Regions from separate parts of the Mus musculus genome. Here region 2 is linked to region 1. A link is a contact called in public promoter capture Hi-C data. All regions are on one chromosome and are shown on one strand. Each heading gives the region's core, a stretch centred on a gene start, on an enhancer-like site or on the middle of the called end of the contact. The rest is flanking DNA. Distances are from core to core; before and after follow the strand shown.

Evidence for each region. Promoter capture Hi-C pulls out the DNA fragments that hold promoters and counts their contacts.
Region 2: a promoter capture Hi-C map of macrophages shows a contact between it and region 1, with 6 read pairs. The contact joins the promoter of Tma16 here to the enhancer-like site in region 1. A contact is called at or near these places in 24 of 39 promoter capture datasets (the 3T3-L1 cell line, 3T3-L1-derived adipocytes, the C10 cell line and 16 more), 9 of 15 datasets of contacts at CTCF or cohesin (CD8 T cells, the G1E-ER4 cell line, the NIH/3T3 cell line and 4 more), 202 of 484 Hi-C or Micro-C datasets (the 3T3-L1 cell line, 3T3-L1-derived adipocytes, the 63-12 cell line and 107 more), 25 of 115 datasets of contacts at active chromatin or transcription factors (the HPC-7 cell line, the SCID.adh cell line, Th17 cells and 13 more) and 3 of 9 other capture datasets (adipose tissue, bone marrow-derived macrophages and macrophages).

Annotation. Positions count from the first base shown.
Region 1 is chr8:66,442,736-66,449,568 of GRCm38.p6, reverse strand. The region is part of intron 7 of Marchf1 (membrane associated ring-CH-type finger 1); the gene reads right to left. Among named protein-coding and RNA genes, the nearest start is that of Tma16, 40 kb to the left of the region's middle. Within about 2 kb of position 5,193, at least 31 of the 459 cell types and tissues checked have an H3K27ac peak or open chromatin away from gene starts, as enhancers often do. A contact at or near this core is called in the CH12 cell line, ECoMG-derived neutrophils, Kupffer cells and 10 more, where this site is marked.
Region 2 is chr8:66,483,768-66,490,519 of GRCm38.p6, reverse strand. It overlaps Tma16 (translation machinery associated 16), which reads left to right and starts at 3,990. Exons shown (of 7, transcript NM_025465.3): 1 at 3,990-4,108; 2 at 6,350-6,462. The coding sequence starts at 4,106.

The DNA of each region.
Region 1 (6,833 bases), core at 3,944-6,443:
TTTCTCCTTCTTCTCTGATGAATTCTGTGAAACTAGATATTCCTTGATGTAATTATTCTTAAACAATTAAAAATCGAGGCATGGGGCACAGCACAGCACAGTCCTACTGGTCCAGGTGCATGCTGCGTGTTCTCATCTCGGAAACAATGTAATAACTGCACAATGGTAGTTCCAGATTAATGCTTGACTTGCAAAGAAAATTTGAAGAAATTATTAGAAAATGAAATAGAGCCAATATTGGTACACCAAGGAAAAAAATATTGAAGTTATGAAATAAGCTTTGCACAACATTTGAAAGTGGTTTCTGGATAAGCAAGTGTAGAATATATAAAATTATATACTAGTAAAACTAAATCAAAACACTGGGACTCTTAGGATAGTCGTTGTGTGAAATGTGCAGAAGCAGAAAGCTAGCAGAACTACTGTGTTAAGGGTTAACTTGATTCTTTCTGTCCATTGCCTGGTAACTCTGCTCATGTCATTTATCATTAGAGCTTCACAGGAAAATGCAAGTAGCTGGCCTCTGAGATCTAAGCTCTGAAGTACAATAAGTCAAAAGTTAAAGTTTAAATAATGATGTTTGCAATTATTATTACTTTGGCTATAGGCCTGGGAATAGGAGAAGCCTAAAAATTTGGGGAACAATTGTAATTCTTGATTCTTTGTGGGATGTGGTTATTCTTTTGAATTTGATTTGGCAACGATTATACAATGTCTTTTTTTAAACCTGCTTTTGGAATATCAATAAAAGACTGGGGCAAGAGAAAGGCAAGAGAGCTAGTAGTGAGCATGTGCAGAGCAAGTGAGAGAGCGAATGCAGAGAGCATGAGAAGAGCATGTGAAGAGTGAGTGAGGAGAGAATGTGAGGTGTGTAAGGAGAGAGAGAGAGGGAGAGAGAGAGAGAGAGAGAGAGAGAGAGAGAGAGAGAGAGAGCAAGCAGAGAATGAGAGAGAAGAAAAAGAAACGTTAAGCCTTGAAAAATTACCTGTTAGCTTGTACCCAAAAAGGTCATCTGTGTTTATTTACTATGGGCCTTCTAGATATCTCTACTTCCAGTTGAGGACTCTGACCCTGTGTTCAGGCTGGACGCTGACAAGGACCAGGAGTTTCCAGCCATCTCTTTAGACTATTGCTGTCATTTCATTTGCATAAATGTAAAGCTGAATTCTAATTATTTAACATTTTTCTGGGTCTTCTTGTATTATTACTGTGGGATTTGTTCCATACATCAGGTCTAAGATGCATCGCATGCTGCAGACATCATAGTCTAATACATTACATTAGTTAGAGTTTAGGAAGACCACTGAAAGGCTCTGTGTTATGACACACTGGAGCAGTTTCTTGAGGCTCTATTCTAGAGCAGTAGTTCTGAAGAGTATTCCCCAGCATCAGGTGGGGATCCAGGGAACTTTGTAGTAGTCCAGTGTTTAGGGGCCCACCTCACACCGAATTGGAAACTTTGACAACAGGGCTTCTGTAATCTGGGTTTTTTAGTTATGTAGGGAGTGGATGAGTGGGTTGGCAAATGAGAACATGTGCCACAGAATGGCTGTGCAGGTCACAGAACAGCTCTATCTTTAGGTCATGTGTGTTCTGGAATCAACTGCAGGTGTGATCTGAATATTGGCAAGCCCCTCTGTTCCTCCGACGCTCTGAAATTTGAAATACCCCTGCCTAATCGGGTCCCTGTGAGAGTACTAGAGTGGTCCTGATGGAGCATACGAATACCACTTGCCATTCTCCATCATGAACTAGTTTAGTAGTTAAGGGAAGGTAACTGAGCCTGCAGGACAATCCAGCTATCTGTCTATAGTGCAAATATACCCTGGTGAGTCAAAGGAAATCACGTGACCAGGGAATTTGTTTAAAATAAAAGGGTTGGCAGTCCACAAATCACTGAAACAATCAGCTTCATTTTAATTTTACTTTTGCCTTCCAAATTAACATCAAAGTGCCAGAAAAACTTATTAAAATAGACTTGTATTATTTAACAGTTTCAAGAACTTTGGGAAGGAAGCAAAACTTAGAGTCTGAACATTTACGAGGACTAACTCTTGAGATGAAAAATCTCCATTCTATCTGTAGCCAACCATTTAAGAACATCAGAAGAGAAAGTTAACCTTTCAGACCTTTAGTGGAACTGCTAAAAGTTTGCAGGTCACCAGGAAACAGAAAAGCCTGCCTGATTCACAGCAGATGGTTAAGGTCACTGAGTGACAGAGAGCTACTGTCAAAGATAAGTCAGAAAACATACCCAATGCGAAGCTGTCCTTTAACAGTACTAAGCTTAGCTATCTATGTGGGTCACTGATAACTAAACCCTTATCTGTGAATGCTGATAACTATTTGGTTCCTTTGTACAAGACCTACAGTTGAAGGGGCAGTGTGTGAGTGTGTGTGTGTGTGTGTGTGTGTGTGTGTGTATGTGTGTGCGCATGCGCATGCACATGTATGTATGTTTGTATGTATGTATGTATATAGTTCCTTCATTTCTCTGGATAACAGGGACAAGAGGAAAGGGTTTTGTACCACAGAACTGCAAGAAAACACATCCATAGAAATTGAAATGGAACCAGGATGAGATAGGCTATATACCCAATGTGGCCTGTGTAGTATTCAAGGAAAATTATTGTGTTGTCCTTTGAGGAGTTTGTCCAAGGGTTAGTTGAGGCTGGAGTTATTGCTGTCTGGGTGAGGTAAACGCCATACTGTAAGCAGTGATCTGTAGAGAAGTGGTTCAGATGCCTTGATTGAATCGGGAATCTGTGTTTACTGATGCTGAAGGTTCTTGCCTGCAATCAATAAAGATGCCAGTGGCCAGTTACTGGGTGAAAAGAATGAGACAGGGCTTTCAGGTTCCCATAGGCTAAGAGAGAGGAGAGGGCAGGAAGAGGAGGATCAATACACTTGGGACAGAGATGGAACAGATTCGGAGCTATAGGGGAGATCTTCCAAAATGTAGGTGGAGAGGAAAAGTGGCCCATGGAAGGGTAGCCTGAAAGCATCTTGGGCAGAAAGATCAATGGGCATTACAGAAGGTAACCAAGCAACTAGGCTGAGGGCAGAGTTAGAGATGTTGAGCTAGTAAAGGTAAGGACATGCTAGCCATGGAAGGCTTAGGAGAGCCCAGCCACAGAACCAGTAAGGCCGGTTAAAAATGAGCTAATGAAAATTATATGCCCTAGTACAGGGGAATGCCAGGGCCAGAAAGCAGGAGTGGGTGGGTTGGGGAGCAGGGTGGGGGGTATAGGGGACTTTCGGGATAGCATTTGAAATGTAAATGAAGAAAATATCTAATAAGAATAATTATGAAAAAAATGAGCTAAACTTTATTAGAGTAGTTGAGAGTCTCAAATCAATAGCCTTATGTTGCTACTGGTAGAGACAGAGACAGAGAGAGAGAGAGAGAAAGAGAGAGATAGAGAGAGTGAGAGAGACAGAGAGAAAGAGACAGAGACAGACAGAGACAGAGAGAGGCAGAGAGAAAGAGACAGAGACAGACAGAGACAGAGAAACAGTGAAAGACATAGAAAGAAAAAGACAGACTCTAGTAAACAGAGAGAGAGGAGACATAGAAAAACAGTGAGAGGGAGACAGAGACAGAAAGAGACAGACAGTAAGAGACAGAGAGAAAGAGACAGAGAGACAGTAAGAAACAGAGACACAGAGAAAGAGAGCAACAGAGACAGACAAAAAGACAGTGAGACACAGAGACAGAGAAACAGAGAGAGAGAGAGAGAGAGAGAGAGAGAGGTGGAGGTGGGGGTGGTGTCAAGCACAGGCACTCATTGCTCTTTGCTTCTTTGCTTCCTGGGTGTGGACACCATATGACCAGTCTCATCCCATTCCAGCTTCCCTGCTATGCTCGATTGTATCCCTGAGAACTGTAAGCCAAAATAAATTCTCCCATCCATGCTGTTGTCAGTTTTTTGTTTCTGTTTTTGTTTTGTTTTGTTTTTGATCATAGCAGTAAGGCAAGTAACTAATACAGCTAGGAAATGCAGCCCTGTAGAGGGAGCTGCTTCTCCGTGCACACACACAGGTCTTGCTGAATTTGTCATTTGTCATATTTGAAGATTTGTAATGCAGTCCTCTGATCCAAGTGATGTTAATCGATATAAGGATTTCTGGGGTCAGACTCTAGCTCTGCCACTTAGGACTGCATGTCTCCTCCAAGTTATTTTACCTCTCTGTTTTTTATCTCCTCATGTCCAAAGAATTGACAGGAATAGCCTGCTTTAGTCAACAGAGGATGTATTTAACAAATTTAAATGCTGAACAGTACCAGTAATTTAGAACAGATCTGGTGAGCATCCATCAGTTATCATAATGTGGACTCTGTAGCCTAGCATCCAAGTGGACTTAGATTGTCCTCTCCTTCTGCACTAACTCAGAAGTATAGTACCATCTCTGAGGGAGATGTGGGCGAGATCTGATCATGCAGAATTAAGTCACCAACCCAATCTATTTTGGGAGAAGGAATAGATTTTTTTTGAGTGTCAAATATCATAAAAATTAATAGATTTTTCTTCACTATAGGGACAAAGATAAGAGAGGTAATAGGCAAGTTGCTTTGCATACAGTAGGTGGGGTTATCTACAAGATTATATAGTGATACCTTCTTTTTCTGTTAGGAGTGAATAGAATATACTACAGATTATCCAAGATGCCCCATTTTATGTTTTCTTTTACTGAACGGTTAAGGGACTCAATCATACCACGTTTGGAAATAAAGTTCAATGGTAGAGTACTTCCCTAGCATGTAGCAGGCCTGGAGTTTGAGTCTATATGTAAGCATATATCCCAAGGCATCGATGTGACACTTGTGACAAGGTTGTATCACACATGTGAAATATAGAGCTTGTGCAGCAGTGTGGTGGAAACATCCCAGATAAGCTATCCTGATGACTACCTCGGCAATTGCACAGCTCCATAGCTTTCTGTGGATGAATGAGACAAGAAAATGCTCTTCTTCTCAAAAGGGTGGTCAGTGAGAATCTTTGTAGGACCCTCTTAATGTGAAATTTCTTAAACTGTTTGAAGCTCTGAGAGAGAGAGAGAGTATACTAAGAAGCGCTGTGTTACAGCACTGTTGTGTTAAAGCAACAACAATGCTCCTGCACTTGAGACAGAGAAACGAGGAAGTGAAAAGAGGCCAAATGCAACTTGTCACAACACCCAGCGGTTGCTGGAACACCATTTTGTCACGGGATGAGCTGTGGTTAGTTAAAGCAAGAGCAGCAAGCAGGCTCTCAATGGATAGGATGGTTGAGTTTGTTTAGGGCATGAAGGATCTGGAAGGTGTAGGTTAGAGGCGTAACTCAGTGGGGCCATGAGACACAGGCTGTGTTGTAATGGTGCAGAGGGGAGTGCCAATTTGTAGATGAGAAACCATCTAAGAGCAAAGCTAATGAATGGAAGAGTCTAAAAAAAAAAAAAAAACCCAAAACAAACAACCCCATATACTGTAGAGGATACCGAGCAAGAGAAAAGAGCAGAGAAAGATCTGGGTTTGGAACAGGCTGCCTGCTGTTATGAGAGAGCACAGGTCAGATACACACATAGTCACACTTTACGTAGCCACTGGAGCTGATATGGTGGAGACCCCAGAATCTGGGGTGAAGCAGACACTGACAAAGAGCTTTATCTAACCTGGGGCAAGTGATCCACCCTCCTCACGTCTCAGTTCCCTCTTTGGTAAAGTTGAGGTGGTGGTGGTACCATCTGAGCTGTTGGGGCTCAGACCAGCATCTCACACATGCTGATCACATATTCTACTACTGGGCTATATCTACAGACCTGCAATGCTGTCTCGTGTGTGTGGATGAGGTTGTGTCTTATATTACCTATATATAAATAGCACACAGTAAGTCAGCTAGTGCACCAGGGAATCCCAGTTGGCTTGTGAAACAAAATTCCATTACCTCCGTAGTAGGCTTTGAACAATTGTATTTGTTCTTTGAATTTATTTCATTGCAGCTAACATGATTTGCCTGGGTCCCCACCATCTCTTTCATTTATACCCATCATAATTCACATATTTATATAACCTGCTCCATGTGTGTGGGCAACTGAATTTGTGAATCTTCAAGTGACCGAAGAACCTACTGTCATTAAGCAAAGTTTGTCAGGAGTTCAGAGGTGTGTAGGCCTCCAATTCATTCTATGAAATGGCAGAACAGTTGTATATCACCTATGCATATCCTTCTGTATGCTCTCAGTTATCCTGAAATGAATTGCAGTACCAAAAAAAAAAAAAAAAAAAGGATGTAAGACTGTAGTTTCCAGGGACTAACAGCAAGAAAACACGGGAACATGATCAACGTACAGGTGTTCTTTTCCTCTGAATAATTCAGATACACAATTGATGGGATCTGCAGATAAGAGGATCTGAGCATTGAAAACAATGGTTCTGAGCTGTCAACTTTACCTAAAGTTTCCTCTCTAAAGTATATATAAACCTACAGTATATATACATTCACCTGTAAGTGTGCACAAACCTGATTCTAGATTATAAAGACAGCTTTTCTTATTATGCCTTTCCCCTTTTCTCTCCTTTGTAGAGGAGGAAAGCGCAGCAACATTGTCCACTAGAGGGTGTAGTGGTACTATGTAGATGATTTGTGAGCAGTATGTGTGTGTGTGTGTGTGTGTGTGTGTGTGTGAGTGAGTGAGTGAGAGAGAGAGAGAGAGAGAGAGAGAGAGAGAGAGAGAGAGAGAGAGAGAGATGTATTTTTCATAAATCTATCTTGAGGTGGCAGTAATATATGTGACTTAGAAACATCTGCATGAATCCATTGGGTAAGCAGTTAAAATGGTGAATTCCTGGACTG
Region 2 (6,752 bases), core at 2,741-5,240, 42 kb before region 1:
TTTCATATCACTTTACAAAGTGAGAGATCCAGACTTGATTGCGTTTTTGTGAAGGTGTAAGCACTTTGTAATCATTCCCATTGTTGAAATCTGTCTTTTCTCCATCCTCCCAACCTAATCAAAACTCACATGGCCATAGCTGTGTAAGGCAATTCCTGGGTTCTCTGAGAGGCTTCATTGATCGACATTTCTGTCTTTGTTGTGTGTCTTTATCACAACAGCATTATGACGTAATTTGGGATTAGGTATCATGCTCTTTCCCAGAAGTATTGCTATACCACAAGGTCTGTGCTATGTTTCTGTCAACATAGAAGTATGGAAAGTCTTTCCATGTCTCTCTTCTTTGGTTTCTTTCTTTTTCTTTCTTTCATTTTTTCCCCTTTCTTTCTTTCTTTCTTTCTTTCTTTCTTTCTTTCTTTCTTTCTTTCTTTCTTTCTTTCTTCCTTCCTTCCTTCCTTCCTTCTTTCTTTCCTTCCTTCCTTCCTTTCTCTCTCTTTCTTTCTTTCTTTCTTTCTTTCTTTCTTTCTTTCTTTCTTTCTTTCTTTCTTCTCTCTCTCTCTCTCTCTCTTTGCCAATGTATAGATCTTTCACTTCCTTAGTTAAGGATGTTCCAAAGTACTATATTTATTTGTTTATTTATTTATTTATTTATTTATTTATTTATTTTTGTTTGTTTTTTTGAGACATGGTTTCTCTGTGTAGCCTTGGCTGCCTTGGAACTCACTCTGTAGGCCACGCTGGCCTCGAACTCAGAAATCCACCTGCCTCTGCATCCCAAGTGCTGGGATTAAAGGCCTGTGCCACCACTGCCTGGCATACTTTATATTTTTGGAAGCTATTATGAATAGAATATTTTCCTAAATTTTTCCCAGTGAGTTGATTATTGATAGATGTGCAGACCTTTGACTTTTTTATATGTCAGTTTTGTATCCTGCAAATTTACTGAAAATGTCTACTAGGTCTAATAGTTTAAGATCTTTTAGCTATAGATAATATAATCTGTCAATACAGATAATTTGACTTTTTCTTTACTTTTTTAAATACAGTTTGTACCTTCTTGTCTTGTGGCTCTAGTTAAGACTTCAAGTACTCTACTGAATAAGTACCACCAAGCGTCATCCTTATCTAGTTCTAGAGAATGGCATCCTTGGTCCAGATGTTAGAGAAAATGCTCTTAATCCCCCTTCCCATACTAAAGAGTTTCTAATATGTTTATTGTATATATATCCTTTATCATTTTGAGTTGTGTTGAATCTATTCCTAATATCTCTATGACTTTTACTATAATGTACTAGAGACTTTTAAAAATAATTTTTTGTCATTGAATTGTTATCATTCATTTTATCAACTTTATCATTGAACTTTGCTAAATGCCTTTTTTGGTGATCATATTTGCTAGGTTTTTCTCCACCCATGAAATGAGCCAATTCAAGGCAAATTAAAGTGCATAAAGGAAGGTTTACTGGAAAGCAGCTTTTTGGATGCGTTCACTGGCTGAAGGAGTAAAGCCAGGGAAGTCTTCATGGGGTCAGAAACAGAGGAGAAGGGGAAGAGAAAGAAAGAGTATGTGCATGCAGGGAGAAAGAAGATGATGAGGGGAAGGGGCAGGGAGAGAGGAGACAGTGGGTGGGAGAAATTAAAATGTCTGGATTATATAGGGAAGAACTTCTGGAGGAAGAACAGCCTAGCCCCTGGGCTGGAAATTTCAGGGTAGAGAGTGAGGTGTGTCAGCCATACCCTGAAATGGTAGGGACTGAGGAATTCTGGGAGAACGCTGAAGGCCAGGTCTGCTTTGTTATGTTAAATAGTCACCTTGGCTGCAAATCCTCAGTTTAAAATCCAGCGATCTTATTTCTGTCTTTTAGTTTATTTGTATAGCGTATTATATTCATCAATTTGCCTAATTGGTTAGGTGTATGATAATGTATTTTTGAAAATACTATATATTTTGAATACATTTAAATTATGTAATGTATTTTAATTGTGTTTGGTTTGCAATTATTTTGTTCACAATTTTTTTGCAGCTTTGTTCATCAGGAAAATTAGTCTGTAACTGCTATGTCTTTATCTGAGCTTATTCAAGATAATACTGCTTTCATAGAATAAACTAGGTACTCCTTCATTTTCTACTTTGAGAAATGATTTAAGAAGTGTTAGTATCAGGACTTTCTTAAAATTTTGGGCAGGACAGTGGTGGTGCACGCCTTTAATCCCAGCACTTGAGAGGCAGAGGTAGGAGGATCTCTGAGTTCAAGGCCAGCCTGGTCTACAAAGTGAGTTCCAGGACAGCCAGGGCTACACAGAGAAACCCTGTCTCAGAAAAAAAAAAAAAAAAAAAAAAAAAGTTTGGTAGAATTCAGCCATGAGTCCATCTGATTCTAGACATTTCTTTGGATGAGACTTTTAATTATTGCTTTTAATCTTATTACATATAATGAACACATTTACTGTATTATATTTTCAGGGATCTTGGTGTGTCATACATGTTTAGAAATACATCAAATACTTTGATGTTTATCAGCATTTTGAAATAAAATTTTCCAAGTATTCTATAGATTATCTGAATTTCACTGGAGTCTGTTGTTACAATTCCTGCTTTCACCTTTACTTTTATTAATTTGGGATTTCTTTTGCTAGTTTGGCTAGGGGTTTAATCAGTCTTGTTATTGATGTGTTTATAAAAAGATAAAGGGGGGATATATTCTGTGGAGGTGTAGTCAGGCATGGGGAAGGGGATGCCTCCGTGGGCCCACAGCCCTTCCCCCTGAGGGACCACGCCAGGTAACTGGGGGGGCAGAACCTACCTGGCTGTTGCCAGATAACTGTGTTGTGGAGCTTAGACAAAATACTAACAGTTGTCCTTTAACAAAAACGATTGCTTTAGCTATTCCTATGTATTGAGGGTTTTTTTGGTCTCTATTTCATTAGGTCCCGCTTTAATAGTGATCGATTGATGAATTTATTTATTTATCCAGTGATTGGGTTTGGGAGTGACTTCTTATTTCTAGAACCTTAAGATGAATTATTACTTCACTTGGAAACTCTCATTTTGCTTTATTGTAAATACTCACTTTCCTGTTAGGATGCTTTAGCTAGCTCGTAGAGTGCCTATGATTTTCATTTGTTTCTAAGAATTTTCTCCTTGATTTCTTCAGTGACCCACTGTACATTTAAAATTGTACCATTACGTGTCCAAGTATTTGTTTTAAGTCCTGTAGTTTCTCTTGCTGTTGGATTCTAGTTTTATTTCAGAGTTGTCTGATAGGGTCCAAGGAATCCATTCATTGTCATCCTCTTCCTCGCCCCCCCTTTCTCCCATATCCCTCTCCTAACACTCCCCCATACATCTCCTCTTCTCCCATCCCTTCTCCTCCTGATCCTTCATCTCCTCCCCTTTTTTGTGTATGTTAAATCCACTTAGTCTATGGTAATAATTTATATTATAATAGTATTTGAAATACTAACTTCTTTATGTCCCACTACAGATAGAAATTATACAAAAAAGAAAGTAGGGAAACTGTCAAAGTACCTTCAATGCGTAGCATGTACTAGGCATTTGATTAATAATTACTACGTAAGACTTTCTATCAAATTTTACCATGCTGTTCAAAAACGGAATAACAAGGCCGGAGAGACAGGCTTTAGATATAGAAAGAAAATGGTAGAGAAAATCAAAGGAAAAGTGAAGGCTGAATTTACACCATTCTGGGAGATGGGCACCTCTAGGTGAGGTAATGCTATCTCCTAACAAGTTGCTCGCCCATGGAGAGCTGCCTTCTGGCCGATACTCAAGGCCGGCCTTTCAGTCAGAAACAGAAGACAGACAGACTTCTGTTCTCTGAGCTCGACTCTCTCTCTCTCTCTACTCTCCCCGCCTTTGTGTGGCTCCCGGGCTGTAAAACAAGGCGGGCGGAAAAACATTACGTCTCAGTTTCTAGGGACGCTTTAGAGAAAGCACCAGCTCCTCCCCTTCCTGTCCGCCCCTATTTGTTTCCCCCGGGGCCCACGTGTGTTAGGGAAGAAGCGGACTTGAGAGCGGCTGCGCTGCCCTCTGTGAAATTGTCGCATCGGGACATCGCCCGGCCTCGGTGGCCAAGACATCGCCATGGTGAGCGGCCCCTTAGGTTCTCCGGGAGGCTCTGGTCGGGCGGCCGGGGAGTACAAGCTCGGACCCGGGAGAAGCCGGGACTCGGAGTGGCTGCGTGGGGCGGTGGTGGGCCCCCGGTGCTGCCCCAGGATCGGAGTGCTCCAGCGCGTTCTCAACTCGCTCTGGGTGGCGTTGTCCACGTCTCCCGGTTTCTCATTTTCCTGAGGGCCTTAACTAATACCGCTTTGTGGATCCACCCACCTCTGCCCTGGGGCAAGTGCAGGTCTCCCCTGCCCAGGGTCACAGCCACCCACGAGGTGCATCGGCCCGCAGCCCTTCTGTTCTGACTTTAGTCCTGCCTCTACAACTCCCATTCCTACCGGGCAACAATGCTGTTTTGTTTGCATTTTAAGACAGTAGTTAAGAGTGTTATAAACGGTTTATGTATAGCGATATAAAGAGCTCATTCACAGTATCCGAATTTATGTTTTTTTTTTTTTTCTTTCGAGACAGGGTTTCTCTGTATAGCCCTGGCTGTCCTGGAACTCACTTTGTAGACCAGGCTGGCCTCAAAGTCAGAAATCCGCCTGCCTCTGCCTCCCAAGTGCTGGGAATAAAGGGGTGCGCCACCACCGCCTGGCCGAATTTATGTTTATAACTGATTTTATGTACGTGTGGATATCGGAGAACAATTTGTGAGAATCTGTTTTCGCCATGTGTATGTTTGATGTTTAATCTCGTTTCTCATTTGCCCCACTATCCTCCATGTGTGTGTTCTTACGGCTTTAAGATTATTATTTTTTTATTCATAGCCAACCTCAGATGGGTTTCAGACTTAGACGTGCCTTCTCTCATCAGATTAATGAAAAAATGACCAATGTCTAAGAGAATTGTGTGAATGAGGAATTGATGAACATTTTAATTATTTGGAGAGTTTTTTTGAGATTATTTCGAGCTTTGTCTTAGCAAAGGAAAAGGGAAGGAAAGAATTACAGACAGAGATAACAAGTGTAGTCTCAAGTTGCAGTGTGGTTTATTCTGGAATAGTGATCTTCAGTAAGAATGGGGAGAAGGAGCTGTGTGAAGGAAATGCTGGAGAAGAAAGTTGGAAGAGATGGCTTTCTGTGCTAAAGCTTAGAACCAAGCTGATCTCTTTCAATAGGGAAAGAAACTCTATACTGGATTAACACTGTAGACAGATTTTTTCGACTTCTTTGTAAAGGGGTCTAACAATAGAGCAACCTAGGCCTGATTGTATGGGTTGAATAAAGGTAACTGACAGGTTTGAAAAAGCTTCAAGAGCTATTTGGCCTTTAGAGGAGTGACTATTGAAGAGGAATATTAGGGACCACCTGTTCCCTAATAGTCTTTTTTTTTCTCAGAGATTAAAAATTATATATATTCATCTATTTTATGTAACAGTAGGTTTTGGTCAGTAGAACTTGGGCAAAGGGTGTAGGACAACTTTCCTGAGGTTTCTTTTCCACTCAGGGCTAGAGTGGAGGGCAGGTTTTAAGCCCTTGCAGACTGTCTGGGAGATTATGGGCTAACGGGGTAGGGGGCGCCTGCCTCCTTAAGTGAACCAGAAGAGACTAAAACTATTTAGGTTAAGCCATTTTTATTTTTGGTTTCTCTTATAGAAAGTCAATTCTGACTCTTTAAATAATATAGATGGGCCAAAATACAGGATTGCATAGCAAAAAACAAAACAAAAACAAAAAACCAAAAAGAAACCCCTTAAATATAATGCCTTTGAGGAATGGATTCTGAAAGCTTTAACTGGTAAGGCTCGGGTGGGGAAGTGGTTTGTTTGCTTCTAGGTGTGCTGATTTTGAAGTGGCCTTTATAGTTTATGGGGTGTTGGTTGGAACCAGCTGAGTTTGGTCAACTTGGACTTTGCATGTGCCTTTGCCCCACTCTCTTTTCATGGGCCACAGTGAAATACCTGTTACACTTCTGCTCTCTGTAACATTAGAGACATCCTTAACTGTAGCCAGCATTCCCAGCCACGAGTCTTCTCCCTCTGTTGTCAGAACTACTTTAAGCTGGCATGGCTGAGTCACTGAGCGGTGTTGACTCTATTGGTTTCTGTTGGTCTACTGCCTTTGGAGATTGTGGAATAGATCATTTCTGTTATGATCATGGGGAAACAAAAGACCATTGGAGTTAGTAAAATGTTTGGCCTGTGGCCTGATTCCTATTGTGACATCTCTGTAACTATAGTTGCTTAACATAACTGACAATATGTATCCTGTCTTTTAGCCTAAAGGACTAAAAGGAAAAATGGTAGGACGAGAAAAAAAAGTCATCCATCCGTACAGTAGAAAAGCAGCTCAGATTACAAGAGAGTCTCACAAACAAGACAAGAAGGAAAGGTGAGTGTCAGTCTCGCTAGTGTCCTGCACTGGGGAAAGCGCCTTTATGCATCTACTTATCAGGTGTATGTTCCTCGTTTCCATTCCCTCTTTTGCTTTAATAAATATTTTTCCATTAGTTCTTGTACCACAGTATAAAATGCCAAAGAGAGAGCTTGCAGAGCTGAGCAAAAAACATAAGTAGCAGTTAGTGCTTGACTCCTGCCTAAGGTGTGGAGCAACTTGAATCAGCCTCTGCTGTGTAAACTGAGACTGAGTCAAGAGATGGAAAGCCAGCAGATCAAGGTTTA